Regions from separate parts of the Oryctolagus cuniculus genome. Here region 2 is linked to region 1. The links are chromatin contacts, called in public Micro-C maps. All regions are on one chromosome and are shown on one strand. The core of a region is the stretch at or near the end of the contact, and the rest is flanking DNA. Distances in the headings are between cores, read along the strand shown.

What was found. Hi-C and Micro-C count contacts between places; a contact is called where the count stands out from the background.
Region 2: a Micro-C map of ear pinna shows a contact between it and region 1, with 10 times the contacts expected there. The contact joins the promoter of RHOGL here to the enhancer-like site in region 1. A contact is called at or near these places in 3 of 6 Hi-C or Micro-C datasets (ear pinna, psoas muscle and an unstated tissue).

Annotation. Positions count from the first base shown.
Region 1 is chrX:50,982,466-50,985,775 of mOryCun1.1, reverse strand. No RefSeq gene overlaps it. Among named protein-coding and RNA genes, the nearest start is that of NLGN3, 35 kb to the right of the region's middle. Within about 2 kb of position 1,830, at least 8 of the 8 cell types and tissues checked have an H3K27ac peak or open chromatin away from gene starts, as enhancers often do. A contact at or near this core is called in ear pinna, where this site is marked.
Region 2 is chrX:51,154,048-51,157,682 of mOryCun1.1, reverse strand. It overlaps RHOGL (rho-related GTP-binding protein RhoG-like), which reads right to left and starts at 2,376. Exons shown (of 2, transcript NM_001382224.1): 1 at 2,242-2,376.

The DNA.
Region 1 (3,310 bases), core at 581-3,080:
TAGATGGGTGTCGAAAGGGAAGGCTGAGAAGGAACATCACTACATATTCAGTTCTCTGATCCAATTCGACTCCATCTGCTAATCGCACTCCCATCTCAGGATGCGCACACCTTGTGGCCATTTGTTTTCATCACTCAGCTATTCCAGAAATCCCACCTCCTCTAGGAACCCTTTGCAGGTGACAGCCAATAGCCTGCGTGGTCCCAATCTGCCTAGAGAGATCTGAAAGTCTCACAACTGCGTAGCCCCACTGCACTTACGTGGCATTTATTCTGTGTCCTCCGTCCCAAAACTGCACTGACCCCCAGGTGTGTGGCTGATGTGAACACTTCTGATTACCTATTTTGCACAGTAGACTGCTTCTCTCTCCGCCCCCTCACCGCCACAACGTGTATGTGCGCTCTGCATTTTCAGTGTCACTCAGCCCCTGATTGTCAGAGCAAGGACTGCGTAGAAACTAATGAGGACAGACAGGGCCTCAGACAGAAACACACCTCAGAAATGTTTTGTGATGGAGACGAAGGAGAGGAGCTGGAAGCAGAGACTGGGGAGGAAATAGGATTTGTGTCTCCACTTACTCTGTACCCCATCAGAGGCCCGAGGGGCAAGCCTGGACAATGCAACTGAGCCGCGCATGGATTTTAGCCAAGGGGCCCCCAAGGGGGCTAGCCAGGATGGACTAGAAAAGGAAGGTACCTGCGTATTGCCCAGAACCTTCTTTGTTTCTGGAAGAAGCAAATCAGTCTCATCTCCAAGGGTGGGTGGGTGGGTGGGGGACCCAGGTGCCAAAGCTCCCTGGGAGGATAAGCCTGGGTCTGAGCACTCTGCAGACTGAGGGACCGCAGAGTCTAGTCTTTGGTTTGCTATCCAGAGTCAGGGAGTTATGGGACCCCCACTATGTACAAAGCCCCATACACGGCAGTGTGAAACCCAGGTCAAACTGGAAGCTTTCAATCACCTGCTTTAGCTGGAGCGGAAGACACACAGCAGAGTGGCGGTGATGATAGTGCCAGGAGAAAAGGGCTCCTGGGACTGTAAGACGTAACCCAAAGGGGACAAATTCAGCCAGTCAAGAGATCTTCTGAATGCACTTGACCCTATGGAGGACAGGCAGGGGCCCATGCGTTTTACCTATGTAAATGCTCTGAGCCCCGCGCAGTTGCTTAGTTTGAGTCTCAGTTCCCTAGTTTTCTTGCTCTTCCTTTTCCCTCCCCGCCACCACTAACGACTAAAGATCTGTTTCCTCTTTAGGGCTGCAGCCTGCAGCAAACTTACCCTATGTGCCAGCTGCTGATGCCCACGAGACCCACAGAAATGTTTGTAAACTTCCAAGCCTAACTATCCCTCCCTGATGTCCCCCCTGTTGGGAGGGGGCAACCTGACCTCTGCTAGGAACCCAGAGACTAGAAACAGGCAGAAAGAAGCGTCGCCATAGTCCCTTCCTCTCCTACTCCCATCAAGTGCACGGGGAATCTCAGAGAACAGGCAAGGGTTAAGCTCCTTATAAGGAAATGGACGTCCTCTTTCCTGTGCGGAAATTGTGTTTTTTGCTTCTTTACGTTTAAAGGGCACTGGGAAAAACAAAACAAAACACCAAACTATACCCGATAGGATTCACAGAAATCGTTCCCCTATAGCAGGGGAGGATGGGCGGGGGACAGCTAGGAGCTCAGGGAGCAAGGACGAGAGGGGCGGGGCTGCCTCCGGAAGGCGAGCGTGCGAAGAATCTGAGGGATGAGTCATCAAAAAGAAGCTGCGAGCGGGAGCGGAACTAGAAATCTGAGCTGGGAAAGAGACGAGCACTCATTAGCGGCAGATCATGTCAATCACGGCTGCTCCGCAAATGACCTGCGAACCTCCTGGGCCCCTCAGACCGGAAGACGGGACCTGGTGGGCGGTCCAAAGCCTTTGAAATCGGAAAAGACCGAGCGCGAGCGAACCGTCCTCGGAGCGTGATGCGGCGCAGGCGGGCACCGGAGAAAGATGGCGTTTGCCATCAAGGTCACATGGCCACTTTGGGGCACTGAAACGAAACGCTCACTAAAAACAATAGCAACGGCCACCCTAGGATCAGCTTTTCAGAAGCAGTTTCAGTTCTAACCCCCCCCTCCCCAATTGGACTCGTGAGAACATTGGCATTTGTCAGAACACTTGTCCTAAAAAGATGTCTTTAAAGCTGCGTGAAGGGGTGGGGTTTCACTTGGGCTCGGCTCTCTCGGGAGCCTGAAAGGGGTGGGTGAAAGTAGGGGACACTCAGGGGCCCGGATGACTGCAGCAAGTGTTCAGGACAGGAGGCACCCACCAGGGTCTCTGTACTGGGGGCCACGTGGGAAGCTGATTAGCAGGGACTGAATCTCACTAGAGCTATGGCAGGCTCAAGCCCGGGCAGTTTGCTGTAATGTCTGGCTTCTCTCCTGTTTGGACAAGATACTGTGGCTGGAAAAAAAAAGGGGGGGGGGACTTGATTAGGTGTTCTGTGCCTTGTATCTGTTAAAAGTTCCTTTAATGTTAAACTGTAGCTAATCCAGGATAAGATATGTGAGCTTCATCACCCGGTTTGTGTGTTCTTTTGTTAACTTTCTTATCCTTCAGTTTGCTGGCTAATACGATTTCTGAAAAATTGCAACCCTGTCTTAACTAAAAGATAAAGGGGGCTTGTTCTCTTCTTGGCCAGTGAAGATGGGGGGCCTCCACTCCGACTCCTCGGTGTTGTAAGCAAAAGGGCAGAGCTGGTGTGTGTGCAAGGAGGCAGAAGCATTCTCATCTAGCTGATGATTTCTTTCTTTTGCACGGCGATGATCTGCACCTCCCTACCTGCAATCTACGCTAGGAAAGGTGGACTTCAGGGGCCCCTGAGAATGGAGGGAGTGGCAGAGACACGAACCTTTTCACCAGCTCTGGCCAGCTCGAGGCTAGCCATCTACCCTCTACAGAGAACCCCCCCTCTCCCATTATGGCAGACATCATTAGGCCCCTCCAGTCTGAGCCTGATTGACTGCTTTGCATCTAATCAGCAATGGGGTTTGAGGGGAAAGGGGCTTCCGTGTATCTGTTCTATTCTCTGTGGCACGGGTTCTCCCCCTCCCCAACCTTTTAAAGGGGCTATAGGAGGGGCTAGTGCTGTGGCATAGTGGGTTCAGTCAAATAGGCTCCAATTTGAGTCCCAGCTGCTGCTCATCTGATCCAGCTCCTTGCTAATGTGCCTGGGAAAGAAGCAGAGGATGGTCCAAGTCCTTGGGCCCCTGTACCCACGTGGGAGACCCAGAAGAAGCTCCTGGCTCCTGGCTGTGGTCTGGCCCAGCCCTGGCAG
Region 2 (3,635 bases), core at 1,127-3,626, 170 kb before region 1:
TTTGCACCCCAAGCTCAGCTCCTCCTGTCTCTAAAACCAGGTAAAAGCATCTACATTCATTTCTACTTTTTAATATCTAGCAATGCTCCTGGAATGTACTGTCTGTAGATAGTGGGCACTCAGGCACTGATGGTGGAGGGCCTACGTGCTGAAGTGCAGCCTCACAGTCCAGGTCTAAGAGAAAACCCTAGGGCAGTATCAGTTTCCTACAAACATCCTCACTCCCAGCACACTCCTGTGAAAGGGTGGGCCAGCAAAACTCACAGGTATTTGGGGGTGGTGGCTGCTCTGCACAAGTATTTGTTCAGCCCACATATTCATGTGTTGTGTGTATGTTTGGATTCTTCATAGTTAAAAAGGGCTCAAAATTGAGGGCTCTGAGAGTTAGCAAAAGACAGGTATTTGAGGTTGCTCATGACCAATGTGAGAAAAGCTTGTATGAATTGGCTCAAGCATCTGGCACGATGCTGTCCTTATTAAAGATCACCCATAGCATTCCCTCCTTAGCGTCACCAATCTCTACTCTCTCTCCCAGATGCCATGCTGGCAGTGTGCTGTTAGAAGGAATTTTTTAAAGGATTTCAAAAAAAATTTTTTTTTCCGACAGGCAGAGTTAAACAGTGAGAAAGAGACAGAAAGGTCTTCTTTGGTTCACCCCCCAAATGGCCGCTACAGCCGGCCCAGCCGATCTGACTCCAGGATCCAGGTGCTTCCTCCTGGTCTCCCATGTGGGTGCAGGGTCCAAGGACTTGGGCCATTTTCTACTGCTTTCCCAGGCCACAGCAGAGAGCTGGCCTGGAAGAGGGGAAACCGGGACAGAATCCGGCGCCCCGACCGGGACTAGAACCCGGTGTGCCGGTGCCGCAAGGCGGAGGATTAGCCTAGTGAGCCGCGGCGCCGGCGTCAAAAAAAAAAAAAAGTGACTGGGGCCGGCGCCGCGGCTCACTAGGCTAATCCTCCGCCTTACGGCGCCAGCACACTGGGTTCTAGTCCCGGTCGGGGCACCGGATTCCGTCCCAGTTGCTCCTCTTCCAGGCCAGCTCTCTGCTGTGGCCCGGGAGTGCAGTGGAGGATGGCCCAAGTGCTTGGGCCCTGCACCCCATGGGAGACCAGGAGAAGCACCTGGCTCCTGCCTTCAGATCAGCGCGGTGCGCCGGCCGCAGCACACCGGCCGCGGCGGCCATTGGAGGGTGAACCAATGGCAAAGGAAGACCTTTCTCTCTGTCTCTCTCTCTCTCACTGTCCACTCTGCCTGTCAAAAAAAAAGAAAAAAAAAGAAAGAAAAAGAAACTTTAAATAAAAATATGAACAAAACTCTTTAAAAATAAAAAAAAAGTGACTGGGTTGGGAGAGGTGGGAAGAGACAGAAAGACTCCCAGAAGGCTAGAAACAAGTTTGGCAGCAAAAGCAGGATCTGCATTAAAAAGGCAAAGAATGCAGAGTGATGTGTGGGCCCAGGAAAAAAAAAGTTGCTATGCAGAGATAAAGGGAAATTACAGGTTCAGAGTGCTAGGCACTTTCACACACCCTATACAGCATCCTTTCTCACGCACGGTAAACCCAGTGGTCAGTTTATCCTAGGCTGAACACATAATACAAAAGCCCCGACGGTCAAGAAGGGCGCACCCTCAAGCAGAGCTGTTTGCAGCATTCTTGCAGTCTCAACCTTCCCCCATGCGCTCAAAATCCCTCACTCTCTCTAACTTCCTGTAGCTAAAAGAATTCAGCGTGAGTCCCACTTTCTGCCATTTAGTTATGTACTAGATTAGGCAAAGCTCCCCACAAGGCAGGCAGATTGACTGCTCTGGGTCAGGAAAGGTCAAAGGACCAACCCTCGGGGGCGAGGGAAGCGACTGAACACTCCTCAGCTCTGAGCCAGGACAGAGTATCTTGCACTTGGAAACGGAACAGGACAGGCAACCCTGGTGACCCAACAACCCCAACATTATGAGCCCGCTCAGCAGGTCCACACGTCCTTCACCACTAAAGGTAGCTGCTTCCAGAACTTGATGTGGACCCGGGAGCCTGGGACCGAGAGATCCCCTCCCCCTCCCCGCATCAGATTCAGACAGGAAGAGCCGGCTCCTTGTCCCCGACACACACACCCCTCACCCCACCCCCAAATTCCTTCCCTCCTGGGAGTGGCTCACACACTAAAGCAACCATCTCGGGGAATGGAGAGACTCGCGGCGAGAAGGCTGGAATTGAGGGTCAGCTGGGGGATTCTTCAATAAAGGTTACCCGGGAAAAGTCTGCACTTTCTCCAGCGCCGTTCCACACGGCTCGCGGAGCCTCCCGGGCGGCTAGAGTTGGACCCCGCAGGCTCAGCGAGCTCGGTGCCACATCCGGGTAGCGAGTGAGTCCCACCCAGTCAGCAGACGCAGCCTTCACTCGACGCCCCGAGACCTCCTGGGAAGTGGAGTTCCAGGCTCGGCGCTCTGTCTACAAGGCGCAGGCGTCTGATCACACTTTCAAGGCAATCAAGGTCTCGGTAGTCTTCGACTAGTTAGATTCGGCACCAGTTAGCGGGTGGAGAGGTCCCCAAGCCTCCCCTTGGATAAGCCAGACCACACTCCCTTCCCCAGATCTCTGCTTTTTACCCAGGACCAGTGTTAATATAAAGACGCTAAGACCTGAGAAAGTATTTGCAAAAAGGGAAACAATACAAGAAACTGGGGTAGTGAGCAAATTAGGGCTGCTTTCTGTCACCATGTATGTTTGCATTTGCTAGAGTTTTATATAAATATGTACTTTTTGAACAGCTTCCTTCAGATGTGTGTGTGTGTACAGACAGATAAACATACCACGTAACTGCCCCAGTTAAAGTGTACAAGTCAATGGCTTTTGGTATATTGCATTCTTAACTTCATATTTTGTGGTAAAATATGTTAAAAAGTTGCCACTTTAGTCATTTTAAGTGTACAATTCAGAGGCATTAAGTACATTGGCAGCGTTATGCAACCCTCACTACTCTTATTTCCAAAACTCTCATCACCCCAAACAGAAACTCTATCCCTTCAACAATAACTCCCCATTCCTCCCTCCCCCCAGCCAGTGGTAACCTCTAATCAACATTCTGTATCTACCAGTTTGACTCTTCTAGGTACTTCATATAAATGGAATCATACACTACATATTTGTCCTTTGTTATCATCTGTTGATGGACATTTGGATTGTTGACAACTGTGGGTATTGTGAATAATGCTGTAAGAAACATTGGTGTGGGGCCCGCACCATGGCACAGTAGGTTAATCCTCCACCTGTGGTGCAGGCATCCCATATGGATGCCAGTTCTCATCCCAGCTGCTCCTCTTCCAATCCAGCTCTCTGCTACGGCCTGGAAACAGTAGAAGTTGGCCCAAGTCCTTGGGCCCCTGCACCCACATGAGAGACCCAGAAGAAGCACCTGGCTCCTGGCTTCGGATTGGCGCAGCTCCAGCTGTTGCAGCCATTTGGGGAGTGAACCAACGGAAGGAAAACCTTTCTGTCTCTCTCACTGTCTGCAACTCTACCTCTCAAATTAACAAAGAAAATCTTAAAAAAACACACATTGGTATACAATGTGTATCTGGTTTCTTTGAGTTTCCTCTTGTTTTTCTGCTCTTTCACTGATTTCCACTTTGACCATTATTTTT